6 separate regions of the Mus musculus genome follow, and regions 2, 3, 4, 5 and 6 are each linked to region 1. A link is a contact called in public Hi-C, HiCAR-type, Micro-C and promoter capture Hi-C data. All regions are on one chromosome and are shown on one strand. The core of a region is the stretch at or near the end of the contact, and the rest is flanking DNA. Distances in the headings are between cores, read along the strand shown. Region 1 holds the start of Txn1 (thioredoxin 1). Region 2 holds the start of Ugcg (UDP-glucose ceramide glucosyltransferase). Region 3 overlaps Snx30 (sorting nexin family member 30). Region 4 holds the start of Dnajc25 (DnaJ heat shock protein family (Hsp40) member C25). Region 5 holds the start of E130308A19Rik (RIKEN cDNA E130308A19 gene). Region 6 holds the start of Gng10 (guanine nucleotide binding protein (G protein), gamma 10).

Region 1 (3,316 bases), core at 387-2,886:
AGAATCTTAACACTCACTCTAACCTCCCAGTTCTTCATTCTCTTATTGTCGATATCCCCCACATTTACCCATGTGTATTGGTACTGTACAGGTGCCAGGGAGTCATGCCTTCCTAGCAGAATCAGTGGACATCTGAGGGTCTGTGGAGAGGTGCCAGCTAAGGGAGGAACCCTTCCAAGTTCTACAGGTCAGTGTTTGACTACCAAAAAGCCAGAAACCTGGAATGTAGCTGGACTGAAAAGACCCGACAGCTGCAAAGAGAATTAATAGATTCTGCTCATCTGCCTGGGGTTCCTCTCTGCCTCAGCTGTCCTAAAGGGAAGGCTACTGCCTTTGGGGCAGCATCCACCCGCAGTCTAGGGCTATGTTCAGAACACTCCCTCTTGTCTACATCCTCACTCATTACTTGAATTCCTCAGCCCTTCAAAAACATCGCACAACTGGTTCTGGTATTTTAAATGTTTTGAACAAGGGAAGCCAGTGGGTAGGGGTAGGGTGGCTGAGACACAGTTTCATTAGCCTCCCGTGCTTCACCTCGATGTAGATTTATCTAGATCGGCTCTCCAAATGCAGGCTTGGTGAGTTCCTCCCAGGATGCTGGCTCTGTCCAGTCTCCACCTCAGCTGCTTCACCAGAACATACAGCGGCACTCTTGGGGCTGCACAAAGCCACCTTAAGAATCTTAGCTTCTTCCACCATGCCCTGTCCTCCTGAACATCACCTCAGTTATCATTGAAGAAGACTCTTCCTGGCGTCCTCTCCCAAGGCGGAAAAATCTCCTCAAAGCCTATACTGTCATTGTAAATACAAGGCAGCCAAACTCAGCAAGGCCCCACAAGGCACCACGCAAGCTTAATTAGCGCTCGCGATGACTATAATTAGAATAATTCATTGAGTGCTTCCTTATGGGCCAAACGCTGTCCTCAGTCAGTTTTCAAGCCCTTAAATCCTTCAAGACAATGCTGGGAGCTAGACTATCCGATCTCTATCATGCCTACATGTGCATGGGGCACAGAACAGGGCTCTAAACGGCTCTGTGCCTCTCCCAGTAGCAGGTTCACCTGTTAAAGTTAAGGAATAGGAGAGAGAGAGGAGAAAGAAGCGGCAAAGAACTACCCAGAAAGTTGGCGAGGACGCGCACTGAGACACTTCCTGGTCATCGTTACTCAGCACTTTGAGTCGAACTGCAGCATGGCCGCCCTAGTCTAAGGATACACCTCTGCCTGGGCAGTCCTAGGGACTGTCCCCAGCCCCAATCTGGAAGTATCTGACTTAGGTCTAGTTTGGGGCATGGGCAGTGTGATTACAGAAGGACTCTACGGTGTGAGAGAGGACCGTGATCTACCCCGGCGCTGTTCGCTGTTAAAGTGCCCTTGAGGCAGCTGGAAGTTGGCTCTTAGGGGTAGCTGCCGCGCGGCGTCTGGAGCCTGGAAAAACCCGAAGCTGCTCCAGGAGCCTGTGCTAGCTCCGCCCCTTATAAACTAAGGTTCTTGTTCGGCAGCTTAGAGTGGGGCGGGGAAGCCAGGAGTGAGGCCAGCGCTAGGACAGTCCCCAGGCTGCACTAGTAGCCGACTCTGGCTCCGCCCCCTGGAAAACCGCCCCACCTCTTGGGGGCGTGGTCTAGGCGCGGCCTGCCCAGGCGCCTTGGCGGACGCGGGAGGCGGGAAGCGCGTCCCCGCCGCGCGTGCCCGTCCGCCCCGCCCTGCTGCGCTCCGCCCTATTTCTATAAAGAGAAGGCGGGCGCCGCACTCGGTTGCAAGCTCCGTTGGGCGCCTTGGATCCATTTCCATCTGGTTCTGCTGAGACGCGTGTGGCTCCCTCCCCGCAACAGCCAAAATGGTGAAGCTGATCGAGAGCAAGGTACGCATGCCCGGGCGCCGCGCACATCCCGCGGTGCTGAAGAGGACACTCTCGGTGTCCCCGCGGGCTTAGCGGCCCAGGGCCTGTGTGCGCCCTCGGCGGTGGAGCATGCCCTGGGGGAGGGGACGAGGGGACCCTGGAACGCCGGGTACGGGAGATGCACTCGTGGGCAGCACCTGAGTCCCCGGAGCTGCACTCCCTACCGCCAGCCCAAATCTGGCGGAGGTGAAGAGATGGACCGGGGTCCTCCTGTGACACTCCCCCCTTCCCGTGCCCCAACTGAATCAGGATTTAGGATCTCTAGGAAAAGATGGAGAGCCGCCACTTCTCGAGTACGCGGTGCCACACGCCGCGCGGGTGTGTTGTACTGCTGGGCTCGGCCTTAGTTTCCCTCCATCAGTGACCTGCCGCCTAGAGGACACAGGCCAGGTCGGTGCATGAGGGTGGGTCTCGGGTCCCAGTTAAGTACCCTCGGATCGGTACCCCAGGTGACTACTAAGGAGAAAGGTCCAGGCCGCGCCCGAGAGACTCCTCCTCCTGCGTCGCAGGGCGTGTTTCCGGCAGCTCTGGCTTTGGAATGACTCAGTCCCCAAAGTCTGGCCCCGGGGCCTCGCAACCTTAAGGTTTCAGTGATTGACCCTCCATAAGTGGGCTTTGCTGGAACCAGGGCTCTCCCCCAGGGAGTAGTCAAGTACAAAGTCCTGCCCTTTGGGAAAAGAAAAATAATACCCAAGGGAAAAACTGTTACCATATTCGAAAGTTACTGAGAACCAAAATATCCTCCAGATTGGGAAACCCAGAGCCTGTTACACTGTAACTATTCGGGGAATATTTATAAAATGAAAAGTGAAAGGAGGTTGGGGGTGGAAATTGATGTGTGAAAGACTGGCTCACCCTTAAACTAGGAAATCCGTGGAAGACAGGTCCGCGCCCTCCAGTTTTGAGCACCTGGTTGGGTCTCAGTACAAAAGTTGGCTCACCCACTACCAGCCATATTAGTCCCAGCACCCAGTTGGATCCTTATCTGTTTAAACTGACCTACTTATGGAACCTTTGCCATTCCAATAGGAGCGGTGTACATTGGTGCCAGGAAACCAGTTACTCGGAAAAAGCTTGGGCCCCAAAAGCCTGCTACCAAGGCTCTGATCGGAGTCGCCCAGAATCAGAAGTTAAACTGAATACACATAAATTTCATGTGATGGGCTTAAGTTGATTAATTAAACTATGTAAAATGTAGCCTTATTTCTGACGACTGTGTGGGTAGTTAAAGGCCCCTGGGGTCAATCTCCACACAGGAGTGGAATAATAGGCTATGATATAATGGCTCAGAAATCAACAGTTGATTTGCCGTGTTTATCTTTAAGAATAAAATTATTCCTTGAACTACACACACACTTTGCTCAGTGCTTCACAGACCACGTGTTAGACCAAGGCGTTGGCTCATGCCTCTAATCCC
Region 2 (3,382 bases), core at 406-2,905, 1.2 Mb before region 1:
TATCAAACACCATTTAGTCAGTAGGGGAGATTTTAAAGCAGGCCATGGAACAACAGTCATGACATGGTACAATCTCCTCTCTCCTCTTCTGCCTGATATATATATACCTAATTGGGAAGGTAGGCAAAAATGGTTAACAAGGTAACGTTTTAGTATGTTATAACTATCTTCTTTATTCCTTTCTGTACTGTCTAAATTCCTGATAAAATAACTATTGCTTTTTAAAGAGCCCATGTAGTTAAAATGAATACTGCTTACATTTCTAAATTCCAAACGGGGTATGTTTTCTTTCACTTTCAAAAAAAACCCCACAAAACCCTGTCTGCTTATCTTATACAGGTGTTGTCTTTCTCGGCGTCAGGAAATGGCACACCAATCGGAGAAAAGCACATGTTTTCTATAGTGGAAAAAAAAAGTAACTGCCTAACGTCCTTCCCTGTTTTTCATTAACATACAGCCTATTCTAGCCTATCCCTATCTGGTAGTTTAAAATAAATAAATAAATAAATAAAAATAAATTTCCTCCCTCCTCTTTCAGGCTAAAATGCCAAGTGAGTTCATCTCTACACATTTAAACAGGCTTCATTTTAAAGACATTTCATTGATGGATCAAAACTCAGCCACCTATGTCATGTCTCTCTCCGCCCCTTCACTCTGTTCTGTTTTAGTCATGAGCTTTATAGGGAATAACCTTATTTAGATTTTTATCATGTTTCATCCTTCTAGAATGTAAGCTTCATGAGGGCAGGAGTTTTGTCCTGCTTTCTCACCTATGTCCCCAGCCCAACTCCAGGTGGTATCTAGTAGGCCTTAGGAGGTACCTGCCAAATGAAGAGATGTGTGTGGAAAACAGATTAAGGATGTAACTCCAAACAAGCCAATACATAAAGACTTGGAAAAAAGATAAATAAAGACATGATACTGAAATGCCACGCTGACAGGACTCGATGCTTTATAACACTGGCTCGGAGACGGACCTTCTTCAAGGCGGGCAGGTGCTACACACCTAGCTAAACACATAGCTCTTCTAGGAAGGAGGTAATCCACTGGGAAGCCTGGGGTGGTGGTGATCAGCTCCCGGAAGAGTGTAAAGGACCATCTCCATAATAGAGACGTGGCCGGCGCGGAGGGAGCGGAAAACCTCACAATACACCATACATCCTCGCCCAGATGGGAAGAAAAATCACACGAATCTCCTACACAATCAAACCAAGTAGACAACCCTCCACCAGACAGAGAAGCAGGCTCCTCTCCTAGAGCTCGGTAGTCGCCTGCAACCCAGGAGTCGGGTCGCGACTCCAGCGCGATTCCCTTTCCAGGACCCCGCGTCGCACCGCCCCAAGGAGACCGATTTAGGGGGCCGTTTGGGGATCAGCTTTCTCTATCCCCGCAAAACGCTACCCTCCACCGCACACACGCCTGCCAGTCCAGCTCGTCCCCGAGGCCCCGACCCTCCAACTCACGTGTAGATGATGGACATGAAATGCATCAGCCACAGCACCACGAAGAGCACGAAGCCGAACAAGGCCATTCCCTCCTGGGCCAGGTCCAGCAGCGCCATCCCCCGGCCCGCTGGCCCGGCCCGGCCCGCTCCGGCCGCCGCGGACAGCGCTGCCGCGGGAGGAGGACGCGGGGGCCGCCGGGTGCGGGGCGCGGGCCGCGAGTGGAAGGTGGGAGAGGAAGGGCCGGCGGGGCGGCGGGCGTGAGGACGGAAGGGGCGGGCAGGGCCTGCGCGCCCCCGGCCACTCGGCGCGCGCTCGGCACCGCGCACCCCTTAGCGTGCGCGCGCTGGTGTGCTGCGAGCGCAGGCTGACCGCGCTGCGCGCTCTAGGCGGCCGTTGCCGCGCGCTCGGGCTCCCGTGGTCCAGACCCTTGGGCTGCCGCTGCCGCCGCCGCCGCCGCCGCCGCCGCCGCCGCCGTCGCCGTCGTCCCTTTCGCTCGCCGCGGCTCTGCGTTCTGGTCCGTGCTCTCTGCCGGCGTCCGAATCCCGGCACGATGCGGTCCGCCCTGCCCCGCCCTCTGGAGCCCGGTGCCCGTGCCCCCGCCCCCGGGGCGGCGCCCTCGCGCCTCGGTGCCGGCCCGCGCGCCCACGGGTGGAGCTGCCCCCGCGTGCTCGCCGCCCGGCAGCTACCAACCGCTGCCGCCGCCCGCGCCCGCGGTCCCCCCCCCCCCTGCACTGTCTCTAAGCAGCACGCGCCGCCTCTACACTTTATCTTGGCCAAATCCGGAGGAGCCAAGAGACTGTGTTATTTAAGGAATCCCCAAACTCAGAATTGGAAGAATCGCTTGATGCTGAATTCGCGCAAGATTGTGCGTTCTCTAGGGCAGCTGAGTGTAATTTGGCTAAGATGTAGCCAAGAGAGTTATGGAAATGTAGCTAGTTCGAGCAGTGCTAGGCTGTTAAGTGTTGCCAGTACACCGCTGACAAACCATCTCATTCATAAATCTTGTATTATTTGCTGGGATGATAGATTTTAGTCATACTGGGTTAAATTACGTTACTCCATTTTTAAAAAGCTGTTAAATGTTGCTATTACTAAAACGTTTAATTATGCATGTGCACGATACTGAAAATGGGGAAATGAAGGCTAGGCTGTGTGAGAAGCCTGTATGTAGCCCAGTTACTTCTGGGACTGAAGCAGGAGAATTACCTGAACTTGAACACACAGGTTCCAGGCCAGGCTGGGCAAATTCAATGAATCCCTGTGGTGGAAAAACAAGAGTATTCTAACTTTAAGTCGCAACTGGGAGAAGCTAGTAGTAAATGTTTCCATTTGTTTCTTCAGCCTGGATACATCTATATTGTTTACAATTGTTCTGTGTTTAAACTGTTTATTATTCAAGTTACTTTTAAAAAATAATCCAAAAATGACGGGCAGTGGTGACATACACCTTTAATCCCAGCACTTGGGAAGCAGAGACAGGCAGATTTCTGAGTTCGAGGCCAGCCTGGTCTACAGAGTTCCAGGACAGCCAGGGCTACACAGAGAAACTCTGTCTCGAAAAAAGAAAAAGGAAAAAAAAAAAATCCTTAAGGTTTGCAGTGTCCTTTGTTCTACTGGTGAAAAATCAGTGGGAAAGAACCATGCTTCGAAATTAATTTCCAGTTGTTGAGAGTTACTGGTTAATAGAGTTACAGCAGGATGGAATCCATACATAGAAATAATAGCACAGGGTTTTAAATGCCACGATTGTGATTAATCAATTCTAAGGCCCACTTTTAAAGCATTCTTAACACATTTTCAATAATCCATTATTTTCAAGAATCCAAAATGGAAATGCATCTCACACTCAGTGACATCTTACAAATAAAAATAATAGGCCAGGTTTCTTTTTCTTAAAATGTGTTTGCTAGTCATATACAAAACAATGCTGTGTGTTC
Region 3 (3,204 bases), core at 83-2,582, 1.9 Mb before region 1:
AAACAAGTAAATCATAGACCTGGAGAGACGGCTCTGCGGCTAAGAGCACATCCAGGTCTTTCAGAAGACCTGGGTTCAGCACTGTTGATGTCTCACAACCACGGTAACTCCAGCTCCAGGGCACTCAGTGCCCTCTTCTGGTCTTCATGGGCACATGCATGAACGTGCTCATACCCCAACACAGACACAATCATATACATTTAAATATAAGTAAATCTTTTTTAAAAATGTTGGGCATGATGGTGTAAGCCTTTAATTTCAGTACTCACGGGAATTTGAGGATAACCTGGTCTACATAGTGAGATCCTGTCTCAATACATACATACATACATAGACACACACATACATACACACACACACACACACACACACAGCTGAATTCTATAGCATGAGAATATATAGTTCCTTAAAAATCATGTGCCTTAGAAAGCCTATACTTTTATTTCTGACCTATATGTCTCATCAAATTCTGCCATCAGCATCCCACTAGTCACCCACGCTGCTGGCAGATGCCCTCACTGTGATCCTTTACAATCCATCCAACTTCTAGACCCAGCTATTAAACTCCTCCGCAGCCGCAGACGATTGACCCAAGTTAAGCCAATCAGTGTCCCTCTCACTCTCAGGGCCCACTTGCCGCACATGACCCAAGCCAGGCAGCGTTGGCAGGTCCCAATTCACTCTGGCTGTAAAACGTGTGGGGTGCAAAGGCTGCCACGTTCCCACGTCTGAGATGGTGAGACCCGTCGTCAGTGGCATTCAGAGGTTCCAGCTGTGACTGTCAAGAGGCTCACCCACCCCCTCCCCTTCTGCTTGACTTAACAGGAGCTGTACTCCTATTATTAGCAAATAAAAGGCACACTCAGAGTCCAGTGAGAGGAGCCCCGTGGAACTGCACCACACACACACACACTCACCCCCACCTCCACCACCAACCATCTGCTCCCAGCTCTAGGGGCTTGATCAACAGGACTTAAAAACCACAAACCAGCCCCGCTCCTCCTGTTCCTTAGCACTTGGCTGGCCTCCCAACAGCTTCCTCCAATGGTCTGCCGCATCACCCACTGGCCTCTCCATGGCACTTCACCAATTGACACTTAGTGCCTGCACATTTACATTTTGGGCTCTGGGGGTGGGGGTGGGGGGCTGAGTTTCTTATTTCTGTCCGTTAGGAAATCACCTACTTCATCCTGAGTCAAAAACTCGCTCCTTTGGCAGAGGCACATCCTCTTAGTTACTCCCTGTGCATAAACTTCACGGTAAGGATAGCAGGTGCTGCCAGTACCCGACAGCACACCCACGTGCTGACCACTTTGGCACCCTCTGGTCTAACTACCAACCCAGCACCTGCGTTTCTCAGCCTGGCTGTTTCCCCAGCTCAACCTGCTCTGTCTCCCCTCTAGGCAGTTTGAAAAATACTGTTAATTAATGCCTAAACTCACCACCCAAACAGCCTTCAGCCAGTGGCTAATGATAGCTTCACCCCTTCCCTTGTAGAGGCCGCCAGTATGAGACAAAGGTCCAGCTATGCTCAGAAAGACTGCTCAGTCACACACTCTCCCTGTAGAGTTGAGCAGTACCTGTTTCACTTCTGAAATGTTCTTGATTTTTAGACAGGTTTCACTTTATAGCCCCGGCTGGCCTGGAATTCACTATGTAGACCAGACTGAGACTAACTCAGTCTCCAAGTGTTTCTCTGCACGAACGAACATGCCTCAAGTGCAAACTGTGCACTTGAAGGCCAAAAGAGGGTGTCAGATTCCTGGAACTGAAATTACAGACAGTTGTGAGCCGCCGTGTGGGTGCTCGGAACCAACCCTGGGTCTTCTGCAAGAGCAGCAAACTCCTAACTGCTGAGCCATCTCTGTAGCCGGAGTCCAGGCATTCTAGGAGGAGGTGGTTGCCTTTGCTTTGCATGGAATGTGTCGGAAGAGGAGGGCTCTCTGAGTCACCAGCTAACTCCATCTTTTAATTCTTTAGAAATCTCCATACTATTTGCTTCGTTTCCTTTTTTTTTTTTAAGCTCCACACAATTGTATTACAATTTTAAAAGAAAAACCTCCCGAACAGACAAGCTGTGAGACTCAGCGGAGCTGTTGAGAGGAGGAGGAGAAAGGAGCAGAGAAAAAAAAAAAAGAAAAAAGCCACTCCATTTACTCAGCCTGGAGGTCTGACACACGGTGGGGAGGGTGCCCGAGGGAAACTAAGACGCCCAAGGTATCGCAAAAGCATACTTAGCTTCTGGCCAGCGTCTGAAAGGAGACAGAAAAGAGAAAATTGGGCTTTGTGACCCAGGCCTCATCGAGGAGGGCAGGCCCAGCAGAAACACATGGTGTCTCGTAGGTGTCACCACCTTCCTGTGTCCTGTGGTGGCTTTGCTGACCTCCACTGACTCCACAGACACCCACCACGTGGTCTGCCCTACTCTCCTGCCTTCCATCTGAGTTAGCAGTGACGGATGCTGCTTCTCAACCTCATGTCCCTCCCCTCCTTTCATTTGTGTCCCCCTTTGTGGTACCAGGGAGAAAACCTAGGGCCTACCATGAGCTGCTGGGCCCTGAGCTGCAGCTCCAACATCTCTACCCGCCTCTATTTATGTATTATTGCTTATCTGTGACAAGGTATCATGTAACCCAGGCTGGCCTCAAACTATATATCTGAGGCTGCCTTTAACTTCTAATCTGCCTGACTCTACCTCCAGAGTGCTTGGATTACAGGGGTATGTCACCACACATGGTTTATGGGGTGCTGGGGGCTTGAACCCATGGCTTCCTGCATGTTAGACAAGCGTTCTACACTGAACGACAGCCTCAGCCCCATCTGCTTTATGTAATGAGGCCCAGCTCAGCAGCTGCCCTGTTTCACTGTTACCTTGGTTCTTTGTTCACACCTTTCCCCAAAGTCTTAGAGAACAGAGGCAGCTGGAGCATCATCACAGGCGTAGCTCACAGGTGCTGGGTGTCTGTTTCCACAGTAGCCCTCGCACGCCCCTGCAGCTGACCGAAGGCTTCTGCCTGCCCCTCACGTTCTTGCCCTTCCCCTACCTTCCCCCTCTACTGATGACCTCAACCACACCTAAGAGCCATAGGATAGACCTCTCTAAGTTACACAGTCGGAATGTGTAGCCCTCCTTCCTTTCCTGTTTTAGTAGGAGTTGATATGGCCAATCCTGGGTATAGTCCACTTTTGGAGACACTCTCTTCC
Region 4 (3,335 bases), core at 175-2,674, 1.0 Mb before region 1:
TACCTCAACTGAGTGCCAACAAAAACTGTACTCTCACTAGCTGGTGAGAATTTAGTCAGTGAAGTACAGTCTTAATAGCTCCAAACATCAAACTGCTCTAAGCCTGAAAGAAAGGGAATTTGACTCCGAATTGCCAACTCTGTAAAGCTAATCTGGAGGACTAATCCACCATTAATGGTAATACAGCTATCCAAAGTAGTCATTACAAGAAGGCTGGAAAACAAAACAACAACAACAACAAAAACCTAGGAAAGAGACACAGCTATGATGGAAACACGGCTATGACTGACGCTGCAGTCTTCCGATGGGGCTCTTGAAACAGAAATACCTCCCTCAAGCATGACATAACAGGTGATTTTTTTTTTTACATATACTGCAGTAATCAAAGAAAAGGGGGTCAAGCTAAATCCTCCTACATGCACAGCAGGCAATAAAGCCTTTGTCAGATCACTACACACGTCCAAAAATTATTTTCCTACTAGGAATTCTCAATCTTCTGCCCCAAGTCAGAAACAACTATCCAAGGTCACTCAGGAGTTGTCAGAGCCAAAAGTCACAGTCCAGTTTTCGGACTGATAGTTCGCTGTTTGTGTGTGTGTGTGTGTGTGTGTGTGTGCGCGCGCTTCTAGATAAATGTCATTATTGACATTATCCCAGAGGCCAAACTTCTGTCCTATCAAATTGGCATGATCAGTTGTTAATACTCAGTATTTCAGACTTTTCTGTTCTATGTCCTATCTCAGATCCTAGCACTGACAATCACCCTGCTTTCCGAGCATGCACCTCAAGTAACCAGAATGCTTTTTACACCAAAAATAAAATAAGTGCAAAGCTTTGCATAACAACTGTCCAAAAACAGAACTGGCTGTCCTCCAAAACTGTCCTCGAGGAGGTGGCCATGCTGGCTAGCGGGCCAAGGTGGCTCATTCCACGGCCACGTGGGAAACGTGGACCTCCTAAAAGTCCAGGCGGCAGCAGTGTGCTGGGGTCGTAGAGGACCTGATCACCCGGCTAGGAGACCCAAATCCCCAGCCACCCATCAGCGCCCGCGAGCCTCACCTTGAGCGTCTCGTAGGCGGTCGCCACTAGCAGGAAAGCCTCGGCGCTCGGCGGCGCGCCCCCGGGGCCGTCCCCGGGCTCGGGCCGGTAGCGATCTGGGTGGTAGCGCCGGGCCAGCTGACGGTAGGCCCGCGCGATCTCCGCCTTGCTGGCCGAGCGGCTCACGCCCAGCACCTCGTAGCAGTCGCGCGTGCCGCAGTACAGCCCTTCCACCAGGGCCTCGGCGGGCCGCGCCAGCAGCGGGACCAGCAGCAGCGGCGCCAGCAGCAGCCATGGGCGCTGGCCGGCAGCCCCGGGTCCCCCGCGCAAAGCGAGCCGCGCCGCCATCCCCGCCTCGCTCGCCGCTCTGCCAGCACAGCGGCCGCGGCTGCTCTCCTCGGCGCCGGGCTCGGCCCCGCAGCCCGGTCCACGTCAGCAGGCCGCGCCTGTGCGCAGGCGCAGGGGGCGTGGCGCCGCAGCCACTTCCGTCCCCGCGCGTTGCTAGGAGAGAAGGACGCCTTAGCCTCGGGCGGCTTCTGTGTGTTGTGGAGCCTGGTAGTCTTAGTAGCTCAGCGGTCTTTTCTGAGGCAGGGGTAGGTGTCTGTCTGTCTGAAGCGCTCCTAGCCGCCTAGTGCGGCACAGTCCACACGCAGGACTAGCCACACGCCACCTTCTCGACCTCGCTACTTCATCCGCTGCCGTAGGAACTCTGGGCACTGGCATCCTGTCTCCAGGCCTGGACATTGCCCCCCCTCTAACCCAAACTGAAGATGAACTTAGACAATTGCACTGTCTCTCTCCCAGGAGCCCTGAAAGACCGTGGCCTTTTTGTTCTCTGTTTCTCTGCTTATTTATATTTTAGAGCAAACAATTATTTGCCCGGAGGATGTAAAACGTTTAGTAGTACCCCCATACGGTCCACAAAAGTGCCTGTAACACCATTATCCCTAATTGTGACAATCAAAATACAGCTTAAGATCTTGCAAATGCCTCCAGGGAAATCAGGAGGTGGAGTGGGGAGAGGACGTGCTCCATTAAGTTTAAATTTCAGATAAACCACAGTTTTTAAATGTGTAATTTATTTGTTGCTGTGACCAAATACCTGCAAGCAGCAACATCAAAGATGAAGGATTTATTTGGGTTTAGGGTTCTAGGGAATACGGCCCCCACAGTCCAGAAGGCCTGGCAACAAAGTTGCTAGTTACACATTATCTGAAATTAGAATAAAGGAATGAAAAGGGTGCCAAATTTATTTTCTCCTTTTTATTTGATCCAATGCCTCACTATGTATGATGGTGATGTGTCCATGTTGTTCTTACCTCAGTTACACCCTTCTGGAAAACAGCCTCACACACACTCAGAGATGTGTTTCCATGGTGATTCTAAATCCAGTCGGGTTGATAATGAATGACCAGTATATCCCACATGACTGACTTTATAGTTTCCCAGGTCTATGATGGCAACTGGCTAACAACTAATAGATAGGGATCTATCCATTGGGATTGGTCTGTACACCAAGTGAAGATTTGATAGACAATGTTAGATATTCAGGAAGAATACAATTAAATTTTTCTAGTATCAACATGGACTTTAGCCTCTATAAACCTCAATTATTTCATTTCAAATAAATTCAAAGTGAGCCAAAATACCAATACCTCTTTCAAGACGGGGAGTTTCTATTAATAGTCACATTTGCAGGTTTGACGAGTACTCACACTGTGGTGGTTTGAATAAGAATGGTTGCCACAGGCTCCGATACTTGAATGCTTAGTAGCCAGGGAGTGAGGGGATTCTTGGTAAGACTTGAGAGAGATGGTCTTGTTGGAGGTAGGCTTTTGAGTTTTTCAAAAGCCCACATCTGCTCCCCCTCACCCCCACTCTCTCTCTCTCATACACACACACACACACACACACACACACACACACACACATACACACACACACACACACACACACACACGGGGGGGGGAGAGAGAGAGAGAGAGAGAGAGAGAGAGAGAGAGAGAGAACTAAACCTGTGAAACTCTAAGCAAGACTCAATGCCTTCATTTATAAGAGCTGTCTTGGTCATGGTGTCTATTCACAGCAATAGAACAGCGACTAAGACAGCTAATTCGGACCACTGCAGGATGTCTCAGAATTAAAATTTTTCAAAGTGTAACCAGACGGTGATGGCGCACCATACCTTTAATTTCAGCACTCAAGGAGGCAGAGGTAGGCAGATCTCTATGAGTTTGACCATAGAGTGATCTACAGAATGACTTTCAGGACTGCCAGGGCTACACAGAGAAATCCTG
Region 5 (3,086 bases), core at 55-2,554, 1.7 Mb before region 1:
AAAACACTATATCTAACGTACAACAACCCTACCCTTGGTTTGTACGCATGTAAGGAATAAATGTATCATGTAAAATAAGGAAATACCGCTGGGAAAAATCACTTCTAACATCACGTTCTCTTCATATGCTATGAAAAAAAAAAAAATCTCCTATCTTAAAACGGAAAACAAAGGTTTTAGCCTGCATGGAAAGACTATCATTGTTTTACTCTCTAATGCAAGCCCTACCATAAAAGCTGTCACTACATGACACTCCAATTAACTGTTTAGTAGGTAGACTACTCTATCGGTGATAATCCTAAGGACCACAAGAAAAAACTTTACTCCACAACTTCAAAACAATTTCTTTAAAAATATTAAAAAAAAAAAAAATCAGCCATGTTCGATTTTCTCCATTTAAGTCACTGCCTGACCTTTAACATTTTAAATTAAAGTCAGCCGTAAGAAAACCACAAACATTTTTTGTTTGTCTGTTTGTTTGTTTGTTTGTTTCATCTGATGTGTTTGTTGCTGGTCAGCTCAACCTCCTCTCTCCAGGACACTAGGTTTCTTGATCTATTTGATAACAAACCCAAATCACTGTGCGCAGCCTCAGATTGGGGGGAGCTTTTGGGAGAAAGCCCTCCTCCGTTAGAAACAATAAATAAGGGAGCAAAGCGCCGCACGTTCCTTTACACGCCCCACACGCACCTCCCGGTACCTCCGGACAACCAAGCTAGTCCGGCAGAGCCCCGAGGTGTCTCAGACTCTGCAACTAGCTAGGCAGACCGTTCCTCCTCCGTCCCGCCCTCCTGCCCAGCTCGGGGGACGCCGGCGCACCGACAGTCCCCGCCAAGACGCCGCCGGCCGCGAACCGGTGCGCGCCCCGCTCTGCGCCCGCAGACCCCTCCGCCCCTAGCGCCCTCCCGCCTCGCTGGCCCGGAGCAGACAAAAGGAAGGTTCTGAGGGTCACGGCGCGGCCGCCCACACACAAAGAGGCCCCGCGCCCGCGTGCTCCCCAGCCCCGCGCGGGCTCTCACCCACCTGCAGGTGTCTGTGCGTCTGTCCATAGGAACGCGGGCGGTGGGGCCTGCGGGAGCCCGGCGGCCCGAGCTGGACGGGGAGGGACGGCGGGACGGAGGGCGGCAGCACCACAGCCGGAGGCCCCGGGGCCGGAGTCGGTGAACCGGGAAGGGCGCCCCACGGGCTGCGCGGCGGGTGACGGCGGTGGTGCGATGAGAGGGGGGGGCGCAGGCGCCAGCCTGGCTCGGCCACCGGCGCGCGCCGCTCCGTGCGCCCCGGGCTCCGCGCGCCCGGCTTGGAGCGCGGGGGCGGGGCCGCGCGGGGCGGGGCCGGAGAGGGGCGGGGCGGGGGCTCGGACCCCAGCTTCAGCCGGCACCGGAAGCGCTCCTCAGGCGGCGGGACCTACAGGAAGTGTGTAGCGACGCCCGCGGAAGGCGCTCGACCCGCGGCGCTCGCTGCCCTGAGGGGGCGCGGGCCAAGCTCCTGTCAGCGACGCGAGCAGCCCGGAGCCGGCCGAGCTCGGCCCCCGTCGCTCCGACAGGTACAGAACCCACGCACGGTCTGTGCCACTTTCCACGCGTGTCCGCTGTCCTGGCCTCCGCGCACTTCAGCCTAAACACTTGAAGTAAGCAGAGCTTGATCGCGTTAGAGGTGTGTGACACCTCAGACAGAGTTGTGCCGGGTGGCCTGGGACCCGCAGTGTACTTACTCCATAGTGTCCTAATGTCCCACCGCATCGCATCCACACACACATCTAATAAACTGGAGTTCCCAGGGAAAAAAATAAAGAATAGTGCAAGGTGTTAAAGATTCTACACGCCTTAATAATTTATTTATTGCCTACCCATCAAACTTAATACCCTCATGACCTTAGGAAACTCTTTAATATGTCTTTTTTAGCAGTGGCTAAAAAAGTGGTTAAGAGCACTGGCTGCTCTTCCAGAACACCAAGTTGATTCCCGGCAGTATCTCACAACAGTCTGGAGTTCAGTCCCCGCGGTACGACAGAGCGGTGCAGACGTACATGCTGGCAAAACGACCACTAATAATAATAGTAGTAGTAATAGTAAAAAGAAGGAAGAAATGTATTGTCAGCTGACCTCTAGCTTCCACTGATTCAAAAGCTACAAATCTCATCAGTACCTGAAACTTGTAAATTTGGCCCACTTTGCTGTAATCCACCAACCTGCAGGCCTTGCCATTTGGTAATTGCCTTGATTTTATGACTTCCTTTTTTCTGTAAATAATAATAATAATAATAATAAAAGCTAATGTAACTACTTCCACAGTGGAGCATGTCTTCCAGGGTAATCTGAATCCATGTTGCTGGCCATCATTTGTATTTGGCTCAAGAGTAGACTCACTGAGCTCAGAGCTGTACTTTGGCATCTACACATTCATCCCACCCCAGGAGTGGGGCCGTTGTAACAGCTAAAACTCTCAGAGGTGCTCTGATACACAAGGCACTAAAAGCTACCTACACAGCATGGCACCACTGAGACAAGGCTGTGTGTTTAAAAACCCCTTTCATAGCACCTCCCAGATATGTCTGTGCCAAGCACTTAGTAAGTTGTTAATTCAGTTAGTCCTAGGAACGCTACAAAACTGGTGCTACTAACATTACTATTCTATAGAAAATTTGATACAAAATGTAATTTTTTTTATGTGTGTGGGGGTTGTTCTGCTTGCATGGATATCTCTGTGCCAGAGATGCCCTCGGTGCCTTCCCAGGCCAGTAGAGGGTGTCAAATGTCCTGGAACTGTAATTCCAGATGGGTGTGAGCTCCCTCCCGGGTGTTGGGAATCAAACCCAGGTCCTCTGGAAGAGCAACTACTGAGCCATCTCTCCAGCCTCACATTTTCAGGTACCTACTGAGAAGTGATATTGCAGTTCATAAGATGGTTGTAGTTTTAGTTTTCAGAAACTGAGGCTTAGAGAAACTAAGAAATCTTGAGAACATAGTTTGTTATTGGAGCTCAGAGTCATCCACTGCTTCCAGGCTCCCTTTTCTCCTCACAGCACTGAGCCCTTTCCAAACCATGTCTAATGGTAGAAAGTCAGACTTAGAAATAACCTGATTAGC
Region 6 (3,169 bases), core at 271-2,770, 1.1 Mb before region 1:
GCCCTTTGCTAACTCCTGGTTCACTGTCCCACAAGAAAACACAGCTTCCTGTTTCACAAGACAGCCATCGCCAAAAGCTGTAATCCGTAATCAGAGGCACTTTATACACATCTCCTTTTTTCCTGTCCCCGAAGATGTCACCCCAAACCCTTGTTTCTTCTACAGTCACCTTGCCTCCATTTTCCTTGACAAAATAAAAAAAATCTTTCCTATCAACCCAAAACCCTTTTTATTTTCGAAGAAAAAAAGGAAGTTATTTCTTTAAAACTTTTTTATTTTTAACCTGTCGGGCTTCCCCTACACCTTACTGGCACATCTCTGTACTGCGCGCCTCTTGTCCCTGGTTGTCTGAAATAATTTTGTGTATTAGTTTACCGTATCCACCCGAGTTCCCTATTCCCTGGAGTAGCACCAGGTCGAGGGCTAAAACAGAGGGAACTGACTAGCATGATGGTGTGTCCATACCTACCCACACACTTGGAATCACACTAGCTGCCAATCACACATTCAGCCAACAGAGTAAATCCTTGGCTGTGTTTGCGGGCCTTCATTTTAATTTTATCTCGCGGGTGTTTTGCCTGCATGTTTGTGCACACCTTGTGCATGCCTGGTGCCTGAGGAAGCCAGAGGAAGACATCGGGTCCCCTGAAACTGACGTTACAGACGGTTGTGAGCAACCTTGGGTGTGTGCTGGGAATTGAACCGGAGTCGTCCAGAACAGCAGTCAGTGAGCTGAGCCATCTCTCTAGCCTCCCCACCCCTCTCCTGACAATCCAACTCACCTTCCTCCTTTGAACTGTCCCTGGCAGCACGCTACAAGTTCCGCTCTTTGTCTATTTCACGCTCATATATTTTAATGACCTCTTTCGGCCTTTTTCTGTGGCCGTCTGTCCACACAACGAAATCTCTCCTGGATACCTCTGTAAAATCCACAGATCCAAAACGGAACTCACTTCCTCAACTCTCAAGGATCCCCCATGGGGCAGCAGAGGAAGGCAGAGCATCCTTCTCCAGCATCCATCTCGCTCGCATCTGTTCATTCGGTGGCCTCCCTCCCCATCTCTAAGCATCATCCTCCCGCAGCCGGGTGGGCAGAGTCCAGGTCGCCAGCGTGTCGCCAGCCTGTTGTAGACACGCCCACGGAGCCATCGGACCTGGTCCCTGGGACAGGCTGTGTCGCCAGAAGCACCCGGGATTCGGCCTGAAACCACCCCGCATCCACGCGCGGCTCGCGAGCACCCGAGGCCCCGGTGCGCGCCCGGCCCGGTAGCTCCCACTCCCGCCAGGCCGCGGTCTCCTGCGGGCCGCTCGGTCGCCCGTGGGGCTGGCGCTGGGGTCCGGCTGGACGAACGCTCACCTTGATCCTCTCCACGCCAGCCTCCAGCTTCAGCTGCTCCACCAGGCGCTGCAGGGCGCTCACGCTGGCCCCGGAAGACATGGCGGCTAAGGCTGCGCGAGGCTGGTTCGGCTGGGAGGAACGACCGCCGAGCGGGGTGCCGCCCCGGGGCGGGGTAGCCGCCGCGCCCGCCCCGCTGTCCCCGCGCTGGGGTCGCGAGCTGCCCGGCCCCGGTCGCCGGTGCCTCGGAACAAACCTAGGTGGCGCCTGCGCTGCGAAGGGAAGGACACTAGGACTTCACCGAAGAGCTAGTCAAACCTTCAAGGATATCCTGCTCGTTGGTCTGATATGGAATGAAATTACACCAGCCCTCTCACCCACTATCTATGGCCATTGTTTCCAGTCTTCTCCCGAGTTTTTTAAGTGTGCACATTGGTTTTACAAAACTGAGACCATTACGTTAAAACTTGAGGTTTTTTAGTTTTCTTGTTTCCTTTTGTTTTTTTTTTACACTTACTATGTAATAACTATATCGCCATCTTATACACCACCGTATCTGTCTGCACTGGGTAGTGCATAAGCTGGGTAGTGCATAAAGGCAATATGGATGAGCTTGCTAAACTTCAAAGCCCAAAGACTTTAAAGCATTGGTTTAATTACTTTAAAAAAGCTTCAAGGCCCCTCCCCAATCCAACCACGGGCGTCCCGGTTGAATTGGGGAGGGACTGGAGGAAGCTGACCTCATCGGAAGACCAGCAATCTCAACTGACCTGGACCCCCGAGATCTCTCTCAGACATTGGGCCACCTGCCAGCCACACAGCATACACAGGTATAGCAGAGCACTGCCTGGTCTGACCTCAGTGGGAGAAGACGCGCCTAACCCTTGAGAGCCTTGAGGCCCCAGGGAGTGGGGAGATCTGGTGGGGTAGTGGTAGTGGGGTGGGGACATCCTCTTGGAAATGGAGGGGAGGGGTAGGGGTGGGGTAGGGAGAGAAATGGAATGAGGAACAGTCAGAAAGCAGACCAAGAAGAGGATAACAACTGGACTGTAAAAAAAAAAAATTAAAGAATAATAATTTTTAAAAATTAGGAATAGTTTCAAGGCTCAAATTCTCATCTCCTGATTCAACTCTGAGGGTTGGCCTCATCTTCAAGGTGGATAGACTCAGTAGTGCTGTGGGGGGAAAAAAATCCATGCTTTCTTTTAGCCCTGTCTAAACATATGGGAGAGGAATTAGAATCTCAAATGGGTTCTCCCTGGCTTGTATTGAATACCAGCCTTCCCTTAAACCAATTGCTACTTAAAAAGGATTTGCTGTTGAAGTACCCAATTTCCAATCTGCTGAGTTTTCTCTGGACTTAAGAACCATCCAGGGCAAAGTCACCCACAAAACACACCCACAGCCGGGCGTGGTGGCCCACGCCTATAATCCCAGCACTTGGGAGGCAGAGGCAGGCGGATTTCTGAGTTTGAGGCCAGCCTGGTCTACAGAGTAAGCTCCAGGACAGCCAGGACTATAGAGAGAAACCCTGTCTCGAAAACACCCCCCTCCCAAAAAAAACAAAAAAAAAAAACCAAACCAAAACAAACAAACAAACAAACAAACAAAAAAACCAAACAACCAAAAAAAAAAAAAAAAAACCCAAAACCCATACCCACAGCCAGTCTCCATTCAGTGAGATTTTCCCCCACCCTCAACCCCCTCAGATTTAGGCAGTCGGATTTACCATTCCAACTCTGGAGTTCCTTCCGGGGTCATCTGAGGGTCAGCTTCTCCTTCTGCCCAATCCTTGTTTACAGCATTCGGTAATAAGTACTAGTTAGGAGGGCT

The links. Promoter capture Hi-C pulls out the DNA fragments that hold promoters and counts their contacts. A called contact is a pair of places that touch in the nucleus more often than the background predicts. HiCAR-type assays count read pairs that join an accessible place to other places.
Region 2: a contact with region 1 is called in a Micro-C map of embryonic stem cells, with 14 times the contacts expected there. The contact joins the promoter of Ugcg here to the promoter of Txn1 in region 1. A contact is called at or near these places in 4 of 39 promoter capture datasets (the C10 cell line, cranial neural crest, hippocampal neurons and 1 more), 2 of 484 Hi-C or Micro-C datasets (embryonic stem cells and rod photoreceptor), 2 of 115 datasets of contacts at active chromatin or transcription factors (embryonic stem cells and large pre-B cells) and 1 of 9 other capture datasets (liver).
Region 3: a contact with region 1 is called in a promoter capture Hi-C map of pre-B cells, with 4 times the contacts expected there. The contact joins the enhancer-like site here to the promoter of Txn1 in region 1. A contact is called at or near these places in 2 of 39 promoter capture datasets (the C10 cell line and pre-B cells), 1 of 484 Hi-C or Micro-C datasets (B cells) and 1 of 115 datasets of contacts at active chromatin or transcription factors (microglia).
Region 4: a HiCAR-type map of astrocytes shows a contact between it and region 1, with 3 times the contacts expected there. The contact joins the promoter of Dnajc25 here to the promoter of Txn1 in region 1. A contact is called at or near these places in 4 of 39 promoter capture datasets (cranial neural crest, liver, neutrophils and 1 more), 2 of 484 Hi-C or Micro-C datasets (erythroblasts and uterus), 6 of 115 datasets of contacts at active chromatin or transcription factors (astrocytes, bone marrow-derived dendritic cells, embryonic forebrain and 3 more) and 2 of 9 other capture datasets (embryonic stem cells and liver).
Region 5: a contact with region 1 is called in a promoter capture Hi-C map of pre-B cells, with 2.9 times the contacts expected there. The contact joins the promoter of E130308A19Rik here to the promoter of Txn1 in region 1. A contact is called at or near these places in 2 of 39 promoter capture datasets (cranial neural crest and pre-B cells), 1 of 115 datasets of contacts at active chromatin or transcription factors (bone marrow-derived dendritic cells) and 1 of 9 other capture datasets (liver).
Region 6: a contact with region 1 is called in a Hi-C map of the N1E-115 cell line, with 7 times the contacts expected there. The contact joins the promoter of Gng10 here to the promoter of Txn1 in region 1. A contact is called at or near these places in 3 of 39 promoter capture datasets (cranial neural crest, embryonic stem cells and frontonasal cranial neural crest), 1 of 484 Hi-C or Micro-C datasets (the N1E-115 cell line) and 2 of 115 datasets of contacts at active chromatin or transcription factors (bone marrow-derived dendritic cells and extraembryonic endoderm stem cells).

Annotation. Positions count from the first base shown.
Region 1 is chr4:57,954,731-57,958,046 of GRCm38.p6, reverse strand. It overlaps Txn1 (thioredoxin 1), which reads left to right and starts at 1,636. Exons shown (of 5, transcript NM_011660.3): 1 at 1,636-1,860. The coding sequence starts at 1,837. Gm35344 (a long non-coding RNA gene) reads right to left here and starts at 1,604. Exons shown (of 3, transcript XR_881303.3): 1 at 535-1,604.
Region 2 is chr4:59,187,823-59,191,204 of GRCm38.p6, reverse strand. It overlaps Ugcg (UDP-glucose ceramide glucosyltransferase), which reads right to left and starts at 1,655. Exons shown (of 9, transcript NM_011673.3): 1 at 1,464-1,655. The coding sequence starts at 1,561.
Region 3 is chr4:59,817,394-59,820,597 of GRCm38.p6, reverse strand. All of the region lies in intron 1 of Snx30 (sorting nexin family member 30), which reads right to left. Among named protein-coding and RNA genes, the nearest start is that of Snx30, 13 kb to the right of the region's middle. Within about 2 kb of position 1,332, at least 109 of the 459 cell types and tissues checked have an H3K27ac peak or open chromatin away from gene starts, as enhancers often do. A contact at or near this core is called in B cells and pre-B cells, where this site is marked.
Region 4 is chr4:59,001,282-59,004,616 of GRCm38.p6, reverse strand. It overlaps Dnajc25 (DnaJ heat shock protein family (Hsp40) member C25), which reads right to left and starts at 1,424. Exons shown (of 4, transcript NM_001033165.3): 1 at 1,060-1,424. The coding sequence starts at 1,386.
Region 5 is chr4:59,624,429-59,627,514 of GRCm38.p6, reverse strand. E130308A19Rik (RIKEN cDNA E130308A19 gene) reads right to left here and starts at 1,304. Exons shown (of 4, transcript NM_001015681.2): 1 at 1,024-1,304.
Region 6 is chr4:59,033,507-59,036,675 of GRCm38.p6, reverse strand. It overlaps Gng10 (guanine nucleotide binding protein (G protein), gamma 10), which reads right to left and starts at 1,520. Exons shown (of 3, transcript NM_025277.3): 1 at 1,358-1,520. The coding sequence starts at 1,438.